2 separate regions of the Zea mays genome follow, and region 1 is linked to region 2. The links are chromatin contacts, called in public Hi-C maps. All regions are on one chromosome and are shown on one strand. The core of a region is the stretch at or near the end of the contact, and the rest is flanking DNA. Distances in the headings are between cores, read along the strand shown. Region 1 has its middle 46 kb from the start of LOC103637126. Region 2 has its middle 29 kb from the start of LOC103637126.

What was found. A called contact is a pair of places that touch in the nucleus more often than the background predicts.
Region 1: a Hi-C map of leaf shows a contact between it and region 2, with 7 times the contacts expected there. The contact joins two enhancer-like sites. A contact is called at or near these places in 9 of 25 Hi-C or Micro-C datasets (bundle sheath, ear, endosperm and 3 more).

What each region holds. Positions count from the first base shown.
Region 1 is chr8:98,845,981-98,849,097 of Zm-B73-REFERENCE-NAM-5.0, forward strand. No RefSeq gene overlaps it. Among protein-coding and RNA genes, the nearest start is that of LOC103637126, 46 kb to the left of the region's middle. Within about 2 kb of position 1,336, at least 16 of the 20 cell types and tissues checked have an H3K27ac peak or open chromatin away from gene starts, as enhancers often do. A contact at or near this core is called in bundle sheath, ear, leaf and 1 more, where this site is marked.
Region 2 is chr8:98,770,653-98,773,856 of Zm-B73-REFERENCE-NAM-5.0, forward strand. No RefSeq gene overlaps it. Among protein-coding and RNA genes, the nearest start is that of LOC103637126, 29 kb to the right of the region's middle. Within about 2 kb of position 1,944, at least 14 of the 20 cell types and tissues checked have an H3K27ac peak or open chromatin away from gene starts, as enhancers often do. A contact at or near this core is called in bundle sheath, ear, leaf and 1 more, where this site is marked.

The DNA of each region.
Region 1 (3,117 bases), core at 86-2,585, 75 kb after region 2:
ACTTCCCATTCATCTCTACTGAGGAGAGGAGACAAGGTAACATTACGAGGCCTTTTTTAAAGTTCCACTAGTTTGAGAAAACCCGCTACGGATTCAGGAAGAAGGAAGCATAGAAATCCCTCGACCGAAAAGCTTTACAGACAGTTCGACCCGAGACCTCCCTATACTATGCAGTGATGGACTCCCCGCTTGCCCCTTTCGGGTAAGGTAACCTCTCTCTAGCTTTCCTAATTACTTGGCCAAGGGCGTTCCATTCCACCCTTATGGTAGCACTGTTATCTCAAGTTAAGCTCCATGTTCCAATTAATACAATAATCTTATCATGAACAATAATTAAACCAATAGTATTAATGGAACACGATCGTAATTCAGATATAACATTAATCCCAAAACCAAGCAAAGCAATAGCTAATATACCCAATAGTTCATTTGTTTGCAAGGTGTGGGATGAACAATACAAGGAAAACCTATTAGGTCCCATCAAATTAACCTAAGCATGCCACAGTGATTAATAGAAACATTATTAGGTAAAGAAGAGTGATCAAGGGCACAACTTGCCTGTGATTTGCGATAACATGTTGTCCAGATGCTGACCCAAAAGTTGGGCACTGGGTTCCTCATCATCTCGCCTCTACTCGTAGCAACGCATACAATCAAGGAAATAATGGATATGGTAACATTACACCAAATCATGAGAACAAAGTGCGTAAGAATATTCTACACGCCACCACAAGATCGTAGACTCGAGAATTACTGAAATCGGAGTTACGGTGGAATAGATATGGTTTTCTAATGATATAAGTGATTAAGCGATAAAACTATTATTATAAACCACGTGGGAAAGATATTCTAAAGAAATAACTAGTTTAATCTTAATCTAAGTTATAACTTAATTAGAAATCATATTTTAATCAACTTATAATTATAGATATATTAATTTTGATTAGAAAAGTTAACTTACTAACATAGGTTCAACAAATAGCTATTTTTGGAAATATGTTACTTGGTAAAATAATGCTACTATAGCATAGGCAATATTATTGTGAGGCTAACGCAATTTGAATGGGTCAAATCGGAGCTAAAACGCTAAATATATGGATTATCTACGTTTCTGGGCTATTTTTATTATTAAAACCAAGTTCCAAGGTTCATTTGTAAATTCCAGGGGCTTAAATACTAATTCTTCCTACAGTGGAGGGACAATGGGTTGATTTTGTGAACTTTTAGGGACTCTTTAGAGAAAAGAATCAGCCGAAGGGGTATGGGTTGACTCTGGCTGTTGGATTTCAAACCGATGGCCAGGATTAAAAGACCTACCACATGAACGGTTGCAATCACCACCCCTCGGATCTAAATCTTACGATCAAGGTTTTATTGATACATGATCTATCCCACACTGTCCATCGCTAGATCGATGGCACGGATCTTAGGCATCGAAGGGGTATCTTCGATCAAATCTGAGCCATTCGTTCATGGATCGAGGGACAGCCATGCATAACTCGAGCACCAAATGTGGTGGCGTTGTGCTCCACGGCGGTGATCCTCGCCGGAGTAGCACCAACCCCCAGCCCTGAGCCTAATTCTTACCACCAGCCATTGTTATACGATGCGGAGACTGGCACGAACAAGTTGGGAGGTAATTCACCGGAGTTGGAGCAACGAAGACCACCGGCCATGGGGCAGCGTTGATCAGCGGTGGAGTTAGTCTCCGACGAGAAAATTCACCGAGCACTGATCGCCCACAGCCTTCGAACTCCCCAAGGTGGCATCCACAGGCCATCAACGGAGCACCTCGAGCACACATGCGCCCCGACGATGGCACCAACGAGCTGGCCCAGCGGTGGCCCTCTTTATCTCCCCCTGCACCCTCTCTCTCTCTCTCTCTTCGCTCACCAAAGGTGGTCATGGGGTTCATACTGGATAAACGTGTTGGCATAGGTTCGTATATATACTCCCAGGGGGAGGTCCCGGTGCGGACAGAGCCTAAGCCCTAGTTCAACACGGTGGATCGGCATCCGGAGATCACGACTAAGTGAAGATGCACGTGATTCAGTTATGAGGTTAAAGAACGAATCTACTGGATAGAACCACACGACTGCGCTATGGGGCCCACCCGCCGGTGTCACACATGCCCGGGCCGTCGGTGTCACACATGCCCGGGCCCGAGAGGGAGGCTTTGCTAGGCCACGTGGGTAGTGTGTAAAATGAAAATGGGCCTGCAACACTTCAAAGATTCAGCATGAATGCAAGAAATATTTTGTTTATCTATATGTGTTTATATGAGTTCCTTTATACATGCTTCAAGTCATATATATAACTAGGGTCGTGCCCGTGCGTTGCAACGGTTTTCATATATCTCATGGTAGACCTTTAATAATGATGCATGTTTAAATTTCAAAGACTTGCATTGCTCAAATCTCCCAGTAATTGCACTGAAGAAAAAAATACCTAGACTCTAAACAAAATTGTCCCCCACCAAAAAAGAAAATGTAAACTAAGTGTACAAATTTGTAAGAGTTGCATATGTCTGTTTATTAAATGTATTAACAATCGAATACGACCGGGCCGCCAGTTGAGCGCCATCAGGTTGATAATCTCCATGATACGACTGTCCTAGGCTCGAAGCAGTTGTATCTGCTGGTGTTGTCAACTTGCAATGACGTGCAATCAACAATAATCAATCAATGTTCATCAACCTTAGTTAATTAAGAAAGAACTCACGATAGTCATAATTATTATTGGGACTAAACATATAGCCATAATGACATGTATGCATGGCAAGTAGTGTTCTAGTTGCCTTGCCTATAGGTCCAGGAGGGAGGTCAGGTCACGAGGGTCTCCTCCATCTTGCCAGCCAGGGAGAGGCAGGTCACGGCCACCAGCTGCAACACCCACCTTAGCAATCCTCGATGCAGATGTTGCCGCTGGAACCTAAAATTTGTAGACCCTTGCTCTAGCTTTAAGATCGAGAACAAAATATATATGTGCATCTGGACCTTGACCAGGAGGGAATCGAATAAACATATGTACTTGGATCAATTCCATTCGTCTTGGGGAGTCATGTGGAGATAGAGTCACATTTAGATAGATAGTCACATTTCTGATCACAACTATATC
Region 2 (3,204 bases), core at 694-3,193:
CTTACTCTATAGTAGGATCTTATAGAGGAACCACAATATCTGTTAAAACAAAGAAAACGAACATGAGACGACTTACTTTTGCTCTCTGGTTGTTACTGACCCGTGACATGGCCGAACTGACGATCGGTACCGACTCGACCAGACTTCAATACTGATCCGTTGACCTATGGACTAGTTGGTTCGATCGATAACGACTTAGAGAACCAGTAATGCAAATCACGTGTTATCATGTGTCATCTCCTAATTGGTTCAGACTATTTTGGCTGTGTTAAAGTTAGTGTAAAAAAACTAAAAACTAGATTTGTTCTCTAGATTCCTTTATACCCCTCATTCTTTAATTCACTTTTTTCTTTATATTGTAGCTTCCTATCCTCTATTTTAACATACACTAGTACAAAACGGCTCTATATCTATGGTGCACACTAATTTATACATGCGGATGTCGTTAATGCGTGCCAGTGTACTAAAACAAGGCAACATAAAATGTTAAATGTTAAGTACCTTCGTCCTTCGAAGCATCATCTTCTTGCAAAGATAATGGATCTTGGACAAAGGTCATGAAGAATAGGTCTTCATTTTTCATACGAATAATATTACAATGTAATATTATAACAAGCATTCATTTCATATTGCATGTCAGAATAATATCAAAATCTGTATTATATGTTAATAAAGTGATACAAGTTGTATATTATATTTGTATATTCGGCTTGCTCGAAGGAGAGAATGCTAGTACAGCCTTCCAATAAAAGCATGAACAATATGTGGGTACTGTTCATCTATTTATAGGCATGGGACGCGGTCCAAACAAAATTACAATTATGACCCTGATATCTATACATTGCTCTAATACAAATATCAAGGATAAACATGTCTTTTTATTGCTGTCTTGATTTCATGTATGACCTTCGTGATCATCTTAAGATGAAGCTTTAGTTCTTGCCGAAGCTTCGATGTATTTCTTGCGTGTCTGTCACAGCTTCGGCACTCAGTTCCTTTGATGTATCTTTGTCAAAATAAATTACAAACGGTTTCTTCATCCTGAGGATCTTCGGCAGAGAAACAGACCCCAACAAGTAGCCTCGACTTACAGAACCGCTAGTGAAAACACATTTTCGCTGAAGGTTAACTTAAAAAAAACCACCAGCGAAAACCATGCATATTCACAGACAAACTGTCGGTAAAAATGTGTTTTTCACTGACGGTTTTATTAAGAGAACCACCTGTGAAAATGCACGGTTTCACTGGCGGTTTTTTAAGTTAACCGTCAATAAAAATCTATTTTCACATGCGGTTCATTAATCAAACCGCCATGGGTGACATTTCTGGTATAAATACCCTTTCTTCTCCTCCAAGAACTTAAAAACCTGTCAGTGGAAAGATTTATTTCCATTGGCCACTAGCGCTTACGGTTCTGGAAAACACTAGCAAAAATAGGTTGTGAACTGCCTCTATAGAGCTTCTTTGTACTAGTGATAGATTCTAGGTAGAATTTGAACATCGAAACCTTCACCGACTTGCAATCCTCACAACGTTTCGTGACCCTTATCGGTGTGAGAAGAGGGCTTTTTGGATGGTCTTTCTTCCATATACCATCGTCAGAAGGATGTCCCTGCACATCACGGCTTCCTAAACAAAAATCAAATTGGACGGGAAACAACTTTCACTTCACCACCGGTTCGTCTCTTATAAACGAAGCTGCAAGATTAGGGTTGAAAACGGGACAGGTACCTGGATCGGATACTAGATACAGGTAGTGAAATAACACGAATTTTCAGATATGGATACAGTTATTTTTGTTACCAGAATGGATACGGTTACTACTCGCATAATAACCATTTGGATACAGGTAGGATATAAAATCATAGTACCCAGTAACTATCCGTATATCTCATATCGGATATGGGTATCCGACGGTCGGGTACCCGGGCCAGCGTCTGCACTTCGTCTTCTGCCTTGGCGCATTGCGCTATCGGCCTGCTGGCCCAATGACGGATGGCCCATTACGTACGTGTGTTCGCACTTCAAACAAACAAATGACACGAGAGATTTGCAAATTGTTTTTTTTTGTTACACTAGAGGGCATGGAAACATGAGACAAAAGGTATTTAAAAATTGGAGAAACCTTAACATGGGCTATGAAATTAATCGGCCGAGAATACTCCCGCTAGCCAAATTGACGTAAAAAGGTACCCCTATAATTCGCGTGGTGAACAACGTATTGTATATTTCTTCTCGAATTGATTGCTTTACCGTATGGGGGCACAATATATCCATTAGTTGTTTCATTTGGTGATGTGAAAGTATTGAACATTTAAATGCCAACTATCTATTATCTGTTATATATTTGTGGACTTGCGTATTATATCTAAAAGAAATATGCTGCTGATTTTTTTTAAAAAAAAACTGTATTAGTGGTTGTATAATATCCTTGTGATTAGTAACTTCGAACTACATTATGTCAATTTTATCTGTTTATTTTTCTATATTTGAGCTATCATGTACATGATTATGTATTTTTTTATTTGATTTGTTTGTTGAACAGTACTACTACGTGCAGTTGCGTCAACTCTTACACTGTCAATAATTGCAGTCCCCTTCGTTTTCGTTTTTTTCTGATCGTCAAATCAGTCCTCGCTGATAGATGAGGACATATCCTTTGCAATCAATCATTTTGGTGCAAGCGTGCAATCAAACTATCCAGAGCATCCAATCTAGATCCAACGGTTTCATATGGAAGGGTTAAAAGTAAAATAGGTACTATGTTTTAGGTGGAAGGGGTTAAATATAAAATAACAGTCATCATTAGATCTAGATTAGATGCATCAAACCGCTTGATTGCACGCTTGCACCAATATATATGATTGCACAGGATATTTTCCCCTGATAGATAGATATGCTTATCTTTGAAAGAACCCCGGTAGAGGGCGAACCATCAGCACGCCAGTATTGGCCAGACTTGCTGCGCCTCCTGAATGCCCATGACGACGACGCAATTGTTTTTACTCCCCCGGTGTTCCCCATTCATCAGTCTATCGTGGCATGCTGGCCTCGTCCCTCGTCGTCGTCGTCGCGCCGGCCGCCATGGGCGCATGTGCTGCGTAGTGCGTCCCCAGTTTCAACTTTGCGCAGAGAACAAAAACAATCGGATGGTCCCTCTTCCGTTCCTCCTTTTGCAGAAACAATCAGCTAGCGTATGTTTGC